Regions from separate parts of the Oryzias latipes genome. Here region 2 is linked to region 1. The links are chromatin contacts, called in public Hi-C maps. All regions are on one chromosome and are shown on one strand. Each heading gives the region's core, a stretch centred on a gene start, on an enhancer-like site or on the middle of the called end of the contact. The rest is flanking DNA. Distances are from core to core; before and after follow the strand shown. Region 1 overlaps LOC101167292 (Na(+)/H(+) exchange regulatory cofactor NHE-RF2). Region 2 holds the start of LOC101167292 (Na(+)/H(+) exchange regulatory cofactor NHE-RF2).

The links. A called contact is a pair of places that touch in the nucleus more often than the background predicts.
Region 2: a Hi-C map of gastrula embryo shows a contact between it and region 1, with 1.8 times the contacts expected there. The contact joins the promoter of LOC101167292 here to the enhancer-like site in region 1. A contact is called at or near these places in 3 of 5 Hi-C or Micro-C datasets (embryo, fibroblasts and gastrula embryo).

What each region holds. Positions count from the first base shown.
Region 1 is chr8:13,295,680-13,301,491 of ASM223467v1, reverse strand. LOC101167292 (Na(+)/H(+) exchange regulatory cofactor NHE-RF2) reads left to right here. Exons shown (of 6, transcript XM_011478281.3): 6 at 1-811. Among protein-coding and RNA genes, the nearest start is that of mir23a-1, 13 kb to the right of the region's middle. Within about 2 kb of position 1,846, at least 5 of the 8 cell types and tissues checked have an H3K27ac peak or open chromatin away from gene starts, as enhancers often do. A contact at or near this core is called in embryo and gastrula embryo, where this site is marked.
Region 2 is chr8:13,329,476-13,335,584 of ASM223467v1, reverse strand. LOC101167292 (Na(+)/H(+) exchange regulatory cofactor NHE-RF2) reads left to right here and starts at 3,013. Exons shown (of 6, transcript XM_011478281.3): 1 at 3,013-3,673; 2 at 5,203-5,484. The coding sequence starts at 3,467.

The sequences.
Region 1 (5,812 bases), core at 597-3,096:
CAATTTTACAGCTACTCATTAAATATGATGGTATGTTATAATTTCAGCAGCCACAGAGGAAGGAAAACTGAATTGTAGTGTACTTTTCAGAAGTCAGTATTAAGTTTGGTCTTTCTTTTGTGTCAGATTTATGAGATCAGAGATTGTAAAAGCAGCAGTTGGCTGCTCATTGCAAAATAACTGGAAGGAATTTAAAGGGAATTTTTCAGAGGACGCATGTTCAGTTAGTGTGTGGTCTCTTTTAGTGGAATGTTTAAAAAAAAAAAGGGAACTGAAACTGCTCTGGCGTTAGATGCAGACTGAGTCCTTTAAGAAACCATTCATTTCAATCAACGGATGTAAGGGAAGTGAAGATAAACCACAGATGTGAAGGTATGGGATGATCTACGGCGAGGGCAGCGTGTGTGGCAGGTTGGAGACACTCTCAGCGAGGTCAAAGATGCTCGAGAGGATATTGTGAAAGAGACTGTGGGAGCCATGGAGATTACCGAGGATTATTTCACATATAGAACAGCTGTCATACACATGCTTACGCATGTTTGTGCGCAGAGAAGGTATACATGTCACATTCCCATCGATGTTAATGTAGCGTATTAGAGTGGAATGAAGTCTGCTCTCTTTTGTACTCATTTACACCCTGTGTTTTCCATTCAGCCTCTTGATTTATATGTGAACCCCAGACTGCTAGCAGCAGGCTCACTGCTACTTCTGTTGACATGGCTTGATGTACATTAAAGCTGACAGGAAACTGTATATGTCAAGTTGAATTTTTCAATAAAGTGTGACAATAGCAATTTTTTTTTGCACCATTTTTATGCTTCCTCTGTTCTCACACTCATTTTTTTCCTCACACATGCAGCACTTTTTATTGGGACTTCTCTGGGCCCACTTTTTGTTACAGTATCCCTTTTTTGCTCTTGTTTCCCCTCTTTCCCTGTCAGTGCCCTCTCTGTCCCCCTCTGGCCGAGGATTATGTTGGCGTTTAGTTTCATCCTGTTCTCAGCGTTCCCCATCAGCCAGCTGCTGGGAGCTTTTTGGACACACAAAGGTTAAACATGGGTCAAAAGTGGGGTTGTGTGCATGTAGGAGTGCATGATTTGGCCTTTTATTTCAAGTTGGTCTTCAATGTCCAAACAAAGGCCACAGTATTTAGTCTATCTCAGCCTATTTCCTGCATGTTTTATCATAAACCTAATCACTGCTTCTTTTTCATAAATGTTGCAGAACAGTTCTGAAGTAAGATCATTTTGTAATGAAACTTTTTAATATTTTTTTATATTTTTAAAATACAGGTTGATAAAAATACAAATTCAGAAGTAGTCTTTAATTACTAAAGAGTAGTCTTCAATTACTTGTTTTAATTACTTGTTTTTTTGCAGTAATAAACATAGATTTATCAGTTACATTCATATTGTTTCTTCCTGATCACTTGTTTAACGTAATTTACTCTCAGTCTGTGCAGAACATTTATCGGTGGTTAGGAATCTTGACAGTAATCAAACCACAGAGGCCGCTCAAACAAAATGTGACGAAAATAGGACAAAATTCAAGGCATTTTTGTATTACTTTGATTTTTGTTTTGTTTTTTTTCTAAAAGGACACAAATACGTAATTGTACTTTAGTGATTTTCTGAACGACAATAATAAACTTTTGTTTCGTCACAAAATTCGTCAGTCAACATATTCCTCTTTTATTGAGAGAATAAGTGTGATAATGTTCAAAATGTTATTTAAAGTAACAATGGAAAACTTTATTAATAGACTTTAATGTTTAAGTGAATGCACGGTGATCCTTTGTTCGTCCACTAGGGGGACGAGCAACATTTGCCATACAGGAAGTGGGACAAGCCTTTTGTGTAGTAGAGTAGTGGATACATTCAGTTCCCCTACCTGGGCTTTTGTCATACTGCAACACCACACGTGGCTGCCGTGTTACAAAGCTCCTCTGAGGTTATGAGAGGGCCAAGTTGTGACGCCAGCACATCAAAAGACAGAAGCAGTTCAAAGGAGTTTACAATTTCAGAGCAGTAAAAGCAAAAGTACAGAAACAGAGAATAGAACCACAGGTGGGCATTTTCTGTTTAGCCTGACTCAGTCAATGCACAAACCTCTACTTTTTACTGATGATAGATGATTGCTTCGCACGCTACATTTTCTATTCTTGCGGTGTTTTAGACTTTTTTTTTAATTCTTAACCAGCTTTTGTAGGTTTATTTTGGTGCTTTATTTTGTTTTTTTGTGTTTCCAGATCTTCAGCCCTATGATAACCTCACTGTCATTATTCCTTTCAGGAGTGACACAAATTTAACAGTGCCAGGGCTGCCTGGGATGCCTGCAAGGAGAAAGAGGGAAACCAGAGACTGGCAAAGGGTGGAGGGGGCGGAGGGAAATTGGAGGGAGATGGAGTAGTTTGGGTGAGGGGAGGAGGGGTAGAAGTTCCCATGGCAACTGTGTTTTTGTTAGCACTCGTGAGTCAGACTAGCAGTGAGTCACAGTCAGGAGGAAACGCAATCACACAGTCACATTTATACTCTAAGTCTGCCCCCCATTCAAAGAGAAGCCAAATAAGGACAACTTCAGAGCAGGGGCACAGAAAAACACACAACCGAGGAGGGATGCAGTCTAAAATTTACTCAAACGCAGACGAAAGTCCAGGTTAGAACATGTAGAAGGAAGTGGGCATAAATAGTGTTGGGACAGGGGGGGGTGAGTGGACCTAAATGAAGGAAAACTACAGAAGCTGAAGCCAAGAGTGTGGGAGCTCCCCCAGGAGCACCCCTCTCAACAGTGGGGGGAGAGGAAATGTAGACACACCCAGTTTGGGCACACCTTGGCTTACCTCGGTGAACTAACCACTTATTGTCTGACGCCTACACACGCAGACAAGCCATCAGATTGTGAGCAACAGACAGCAACAATTCCTACAAGTCAGTTGATATTTTAACCCCCTCTCCTATTTCAACATAGGACAGTCAGGTCACACATGCATGGTTGGCAACCAGTATTGTACCAAAATGCCCAAAGTTGGAGGTAATGACCAAGCGATTGTTCTCGCGTTCATCGTCTGACGCATGCGAACTGCCCCGGCAAGTTGCTTGTTGTTTCAGTGGACTGGAGTGTTTGACATGCTGGAAATGACTAACTGTATTTAAACAAAGAAGTCTGTAAGTTTATGTTTGTGTAGGCTGATTTACATGCAGTTACAGATCAGAGCTCATCCCACACAAAACCTGGCTTTTGACTGCTGTTGGCTCCAACTGGTAGAGGCAGAAAATAAACCACCATGGAGGCCCCCCTCCCCCCCTCCTCACCCCTCCATGTTTTTACTGTATCGTAAAAGTTGACATACTGCGCGTTGTCATCACCTCAAAGTACTGACTACTAACTTCCATTCAGAGATTTCAGGGCTGACTTTTTTCCTTGTAATCATCTGTTTCTTTGATTTTGTGAACTATATATCTGCAGAATAGAATAATTGACTATGAGAACTGGACTGAGTGACCCCCTCCTCCCTGGGGTTCCAAACAGGAAGTACCCACTGATCCCACAAAGCCAAAATCCCATAGACTTCTAATGAGAAATACACAGCTATTACTCCGTCATTCTATTTGTCAGAATACCCTTTTTTCTTATCTGATGTCTGTTTTTAACATGTTCTTCAATTTTTTCATGATATTCATTCTGTAGTTCAAGTTATGAACTGACCAATCAGATACCTCAATAAAAGAATGTGGTCTTGCATCGATTGTTCAAAGCGTTTGATTGACAGATTCACCCGAGTCCGCTTTGAAATGGTAAGAGTGTGGACTTCCAACAAGCTCACTCCTCGTTGGCCAGAGTGGTTGCCATGTGCCAAATGCTGACTCGGACAAATCACTGCTTGCTGACTATTTCTGGTTCCAACATGGCGACATTCATATCTCAAAAAAAAGAGTAACTGAGATGACTGAATTGATTTTGTTGGAACCGAACATCTGTGATGGCTGAAGTTCAGCTTAGAAGATCCAAAGTCTCCAATTAAGAAACGTTGGGAGTTTATGTCAGGTTACAGTAGAACATTACCCGTCCTCCAACAGCTGCGGGCTGTTGAAGCTTTTCTCTTCTGTTCTTTTTCAAGAAGCAGATAAAACCAGCAAACACTCTGGGATGTGGGAAACAAATGATCAGGAAACCATTCTTCCTGACGAAAAATAAACTTAAGTTACAGCAGAAATGTACATTTTAACTTTTATTGTTCGAATCGTTTTGACCGGGATGAGGGGGTCAGAGGTCGTTAAAGAGGGAGAGCAGAACATAGCGCATGGATGGAAACACTGCAGGAATTGAGGAGTGTGTGCCTGTTAACACATGAGTGATTAATGAGACAAGGAAGTTGCTCTGAACTTGTCAGCGTATGAGGTCAACTGTCAAATGTAGTAAAAGAAACGACATGTGGTTTCAGACAGACTTCCTCTCTAGATGATCCTCAAAAATGAAAAAGTTGGGTGACATAAGTGTTGTTTAAGCGTTCCCATAGACACAGCAGAACTTTACATACAAGCATGTTTGAAAATTTTTTTTTTTTTTTGGGAAACAACTTTTTTTTTTTGTTCTTAGAGTTTTAGAATGAAGTCACTGTGAGAACTGTTCTCCCACGCTCTCGTCGACTTACATGTCTTGATGGTAATCTAAACAAAGAAATGGGCCTTCTTGTTTCCACAAGTAAAGCTGTTTGACTGCATGGCAAGAGCAAAAAAGTGGTCAAACCTAGGGGATGTTTGCAATTGCAAAAGACACAAAGTGTCTGCTCAATCTACATTTAATCGTCACCCACGTCATCTGCTCAAAGGGAGCAAAACATCATGACAGTATGCATGGCAACAGTTGATGTAAAGTTAAGTTTTAAAACCATCCCTTTTTGTTGTTTGTTTTTTTCTAAGAAGCTATGAATCTTGATTTCCTCCTGTCTACAAACATCACAGCTTTTAACAAAACCGTGTGAAAGCTAATATAGGCCTGCATGCCAGACCTGTGGCCCACTGAATTCCTTATTGTGTTGTTAGGGACGTGTTGATGCAACACACTGGTAAACAAGCCCTACCTCACTTGATGTTCGAATGAAAAACGGTACCACAATTAGCACCCTTTTTTTAATCTAGAACCATATCCATTTTTATTGTAAATCAGGTTCTATTTTTGCATCATTGTTGTAGTGGATGTTTTCATTTTGAGGTGAGAAAAAGGAAAAATCAAATTAATATTTGGTGTGTGGGAGCACTGGTGTGGGGCTTGTGTGTTTGTCTGAAGAAGCCACAAACTCTAGATTAAAAAAAAACAGTCCTGTCACTTAGTTTTGGGGCCAATGAGGTCTTAAAATATGTCATTCAAAGAGCCATTAAGGTTTGCAGCGTGCTGTCATGTAATAATGCAACTTGTTATTTTGACATATCTACTCCAAAATATATACAGTAGTTAAAGAAAATTTCAATTTTTTTGCAACTGAATTGAACAGAATTAATCACACCAACGTGTTTTCTACTTGAAGACACTTTTTTTTCCAAAAATTTGCTCCTCGAGAGATTTTGGATTCAGTTTGCAAGAAATGTGTTGAATGTATTTGAATGAAAAATGGGACATATGTTTATATAGGAGCTCTGAAAATGTGTATTAAGATTTAAAACAAAGGACAATAAAGTTTTAATAAAATAGTTTTATTTTGCAACTTACTTTTGTAAACAATTTGGTTATAAAAGTATTACACGTGATGGGAAGCTTCACATTTTACAGAAACTGCTCATGTTTGTTTGTTAACTGCTAATTTAATTCATTTATA
Region 2 (6,109 bases), core at 1,764-4,263, 33 kb before region 1:
TCAGACACATTTATACAAATGGCAGCAGCAAACGGCCATCTGTTTTTCCATGCATGGGGTTTGGCGCTCTAACTAGATCTTACTGGGTGAATGTTGATGTTTATGGTCTGACACAGATGAGGATTTAAAAAAATACTAATAACCAACATCAGATGGTCAAAAACAGACAAAAAAACAACTTTCACTAAAACAACATTAATTTAAAAAATCTGTTTGAATTTGAAGATTTTCTAGTGAGCAGTCAAACCTGTTCCTGCTCCAGAGTCAGGGTATAAATAATTGTGCGCAAACAGTTCCTGTGAATGCATTCACAATAAATGTGGGCTGTCAAATTAAAACAGTTCCTAGAAGGACCAGGAGTTCACAAAGCCACAGTCGTGGTCTCTTCACAGTGATAAAAACTGCACTCAGTACAATTTATTTCACATTTACACATCTTAAGCAATAAATTACCTATCATAGAAAGGCAATCAAAGATGATAGGAAAAAATATAACTACCTAATCCAAAATAAAGTGAACTACAAAGAGATTAAATGAAAAGGTTTTAAATGGGTATTTACATACGCCTATTTGTTAAATATTTACATGTTTATATATGTAAATATCCTGATTTATGTCCAATTTGATCATTTATGTAGCTTTACTTTAAAAGCAAATTATAAAATAAGGGTGTTTTCTGCCCTCCAGTGGTATGAAAATGAGAACTACAACGTAGGGATTAGTGAAACTTTCAACAAATTAATTTACCGTAACATAGAGTTGGTACATATTATTTATTTATTTATTTAATCGTAGACAAGAAACGTTTATTTTTTTTACTCTGGTAATTCCTTTAAACACTTAATAACAACCACTTCTAACTCTTTCATACTAGTGTTGAAGCATTTTTTGTATGCCATAAAATTGAATTTTTAGAAAATGTATGCTTTTTGGTATTTCGTGATATTTGGGAGTTGCTCGAATTCATAGAAGACTGTCAGGCATTAACCTCTTAAGACCCGAGCTCATCTGATCTAACCAGGCACATTAAAAACTGTAGTCACAAGGCCCCTGTCACAAAAGCAGGCAGACGGACGGTTCCAATTGCAGCAGGTTTATTAGATCAGCTAAAGGTCTACAAAGCTAAATCAGGGTCAGGCAGGCAGAGGTCAATAATGAGCATGGGAGCATCAGAGAAGAGACGTGAATAGTCATGATCCAGGAGAGATTCGGGGCAGGCGGCAGGCAAACAGAGTCAAACATAATATTTTTCCAAAAATAATTTTTATTTTTATTTCCCATAATGTGATGTCACAAAAAAAAGCTTCAGATGGAAAGCTCAACAAGCTCAACAGGGTCTTTTTTCCCCGCTGATTCTGCCAAACCCGTTCCCTTGGCTGTGGTTTCGCTAGATAGGAGGTAGGGACAGTGGGAATCTCGTTCATCCATTCATGCGCGTCACTAATTAGATGACGAGGCATTTGACTACCTTAAAAGAATGAGTTACTCCCGCTGTTTAGCCGCGCTTCATTGAATTTCTTCACTTTGACATTCAGAGCACTGTGTAGAAAAAAAAACTCCTAGTTTCCACAGAGTCATTTCACTTCTCACTTATAGTGTCCCTTATGGTGATGTCACAAAAAAAGTTTCAGATGTATCTGATGTGTAATTTCAAAATAAAACCCAACAGAAATTTGGTATAAATATGTAATTGCCATATTCACACCAGATTTCAATTGGTTTTTATTTTGAAATTCCACATCATATCCGTCTGAAACTTATTTTGTGACATCACCAAGTGGGACCTAATCAGTGAAATAAATGACGCTGTGGAAACTAGGAGGGTTTTTTTCTACACCTTTGTCAACATAAAATTTAATTGGGTCTTGTTTTGAAATTTCACATTAGTGATAAATATATAACTATAATCATATATCGGGGGGGGGGCGGTTTATACATATAAATTGAATGACAGTTCTTACACTTTGCTTTCAATTGAAAAATAAGTCCGTCTTGCTGTTTCCGCATGGAAATCAGAAGATCAAGACTGAATGTAACACTCTGTAATGCAGGCAGAGTGGCACAAACAATACGTCGCATTGAGTGAGGTTCAATGCAGTGTTTAAGTATGATGTAAGTGATTGCAAATGAAAGTCAGTTGTGTGGCATCCAGAAAATGTTCGCTGGGGTTGCTGGGTGATGAAATGTGTCTAGAACTCTGGAGACGGTTCCGGCTGGTGATCAGAGGGGGAGACCGAGCTCTGACTTCTGACTGCCCCAATTAAGGAAAATATAACCCAAAATGTGATGTCCAGGTGTGCGATCACCTGCTGCTTAAGGTTAAGACTGAGGTGATTTAGATATCCAGTAAATCTTTGTAGTCTATAGTCCGTTAATACTAAGGATAAAGTAGACCTCAGGACATCCTGATTCAATGAGGCATAGAAAAACAGTGTTGGAAAATTCCTCTAAGATCTTGGAGCATTGAAGTGTTCCATGGTTCAGACCAAATGGAAAGAGGCAAATGGATGAGTCCATCATTTTTTTGTTATGGAAAATAAAACGATCAGGATGTTCCAGCAGAAAATCAGACTTTTTTTATACACATTTAGGTATGGTCATGGTGATCCATGTGATCCAGGTGCTGAATTTCTAGATAATGTAAAATTGTTTAAATTAGCTGATTGCTGACTTTTGACATTAAATAAATGTATAGAAGTGTTTTTGTTGAAATCCCAACTCCAAACATCAGGGAGGGACCGTTAATCTATCAAATAATTAATGAGTTTTAACAGTTAATTGATTATTTAACGCATACCAATCCTCTTACTGAAAACGTGTGCGCTTTGGATGTTATTTTATTTATCAGAAAACATAAACGTCACGGTCCACTTGCATCTTGGCTTCGAAATTGCTCTTGAACCAATGTCTGCCGCGAGGTGGCGATATTGCCTGCTGTTTCACGTCCAATTTCTTGATCGGACTTTCAGTTTTCCTACAGGTAGACTGTCGGAAGGAAGGTGGTGCTGTTGCGCACACGTTCCAGACTCTGCACCAGCGACAGCTCTTTGATTCGTCGCTCTTTGGGGAGTTTTTAATGGATAAATGTGCAGAGACAAAGAGCATGCTGATTATCCTTACTTGAAAGAAAACTTATGGAGCAGCTTTAAAGTCGCCCTGTTGCGGTTGCGCACTGCCACGGATCCGTTTTGGAGTTGCCAGCCGCGCGCCCCAGTTTGGACACTCGATCTGCTGGACTGGCTGCATTATTTTGGCCATGAAGTATCTTTTCTGCGTCTCTGTTGGGTTTCTTCTATAACTGTGCATTTGGACCTACTGTCTGGATGCATTGCGCACTGCTCTGAAGGGATTACATTTTCTGCAGATATGGTTTCTCAAACTGGAAGTTTGGTCCCGCAGCTGCGCTTCTAAACTCCCATCATCAAGTAACTGAACATTACAGGGGCTTTGGTGCAGCAGGAAGACATGGCCAAGGAGCTGAAGCCGCGGCTGTGCGTCATGGCAAAAAGCCAGGGCGGCTACGGATTTCACTTGCACGGGGAGAAGGGCAAAAGTGGGCAATACATCCGAAAAGTGGAGCCAGGTTCCCCCGCAGAGGCGTCGGGGCTGCGGGCTGGGGACCGAGTGGTGGCCGTGAATGGAGTGAACGTGGAGAGAGAAACGCACCACCAGGCAAGTTGGAGAGGTGCATTCATATATTTATGATTTGAACTTATGTTACAGGACAAGCTGCCCGCAAAGGTGCATCAACAGGTCACACCGGCTGGGTATGATGTGAACTGCAACCCCCATGCCATAACGCTTCCTGTGGAACTAGTAGATTTTTGGATTGATAGTCGTTATTCAGACACCAAAAACATTTTTAATCCTTTTCTTTTGTTTTGTGTCTTTTCTGAGACTTTAAGTGTCATGATCCATTAAATGACTTAAAGGGGATTTAAAGAAATGATTAAAACTTCACTCAGAAACATCTTTTGTTGTCAGTTTTAGTGTGTACCAGGGCATCATTTCAGTTTGGACAGCAAGCTGTCATTGTGAACAACAACAAAAGTTTCTCCAGCTTTGTCTGCTTTGTGTTGTTTCATTTTAAAAACTGTCAAGTTGTCAGACATTGTCATCATGAAGTTTTCCCCCACAGCTAATCTGAACCATTACAGGCTCTCAGGTAGAACTTGTCATTTTATGGATCAAATGAAAGCTGGTAAAATGATGCCTGATTATGTCTAGACTAATATTGCTACAAAACGGGTGGAAAAGTACAAAAATATATGTTTATTTACATTCAAAAACATAAAAAGGACCAATAAACACATGCTGCTTTCCATTCCTCATGTTCATTTTGATCATTTCTCAGAGCAAAAACAACCGTTCGTTATAAAATGATGACAACGTAAAGAAAAACTCAAGATTCGATTCAACAAATAAGTCAAAAATGCAGAGAGCAGCTTTGTTATGATATCATTGCAGTATGTGTCTTACCGGTTTAAAAAAGTCAATCAGGTCTTACTTATAACTCTACTCTTATTTAAAGGCCCACACTAATAAAAAATAGTGTTTTTGCTGTTTTTAACATGTTCTTGTGGCCTTTTTCTTATGATGGGGACATATGTAAAAAAAAGAATAAGCTTAAAATGACATTTCTGACAATTTCTTTATTCAGATTGCTGTGAATCAGGAGCAGACGGAAAAAAGATTGTATTTCTGACATAGGTGCTACAAGCTCTCTGCTCCGCTCCATTCTGCTGCATCCACTTGCAGACAAATAGATCCATGTATGTCTTTGTTTTCCTTGTCTGAGCTGGAATCTGGTTCATAACTGAACAGCTGGATAGCTCCAATCTTGCTTTTTTTGTTGCATCACTAATGTTAGGTTGGGGTTGTGAGGGTCTGTAAGCTAGCAGCAGAGAATGTAAACAAATGGATGACAGGAAGTGGGGGTGGACTTACTCCACACCAACAGTCCGGACCACAACTCAGGGGTGAATTGCTAATGAACTACTGCCGCTCTGCAGAAACTGTCCTTGAAAACGACTCTTTTTCCCCCCAATTTTACCTAAATTAAAAGACCACTGGGAAGTTTTTTTAAATCAATCAAAGGATGATCAGAAAGGGACCTTAAGGCAAATTTCAGGGTTTTCTAAACCCATCAGAGTTTATTTTATTGTTTAAAACTTGTGTCTGCTTTAATTGCTTTCTCCTAGGTGGTGCAGCGGATCAAAGCAGTGGACCACGAGACCAGGCTGCTGGTGGTCGACAACGAAACACACGAAAATCTCCGCAGCTTGCGCCTCACGGCCACAGAGGAGATGGCCATTCTAGGGAGCAGTGCTCCCACCTCCTCCACTCCTCAAGCCTCCCCCTCCCCAGCACCATCATCAACCCCTTCGTCCCCCGCAAAAAAACGAGAGAATGGCTCAGTGTCTAAGCAGAGCGGCCAGGTGCAGAAGCCCACCAGGAGGTCGCCATCAAAGGCTGCAAAGAAGGTAAGCTGGATATTGGATTCAGATGGAGCGCTGGCTGGCAGTGGGTCACCTGCCTTCACGCATTCTCTCCTCAGAGACATGTTATCAGGCTGCTGTGCCTGTTTCAGATTAGGAATCATGCAGGTTTTAATGCATGTGAGCTGTGCATTTCACAAGTGTGTGCTAACAGATAACTTATAGTTGGAAGCATTTTTAATGTGTTGAAGGTGCAAAAAGGAACTTGAAATTCAGAAGAATCATATTTGTGCACTAATAGTATTAGGGAAAAATTGACTGGTACCAATATCCTATACTGATAAAGTCTAAACAAATCACATATCTTTGTGTGGTTTGTTTGTTTTATTCAGTTATTCCATGATGACATGGAAAACAGGATGTGTTTCCATCCACTCTGTGATCGGATTCGGTTTCACGCGGCCTCAATCTCAAAGTTGAGACTGCTCAACTTCCACTTTCTGCTTTTAAAGGACACGTGTTTTCACTTAGGTTTATTCTGCCAGTGTGCAAACAGCACTCTGGGACTTTTCCTCCACCAGCAGTGAAAATGTGTGTGTCCTTGTGCAGCTCTTAGATTGGGTCCTGTGGAGAGCCAAAGCATTGCCTAAAATGAGCTGATTGCCTGACA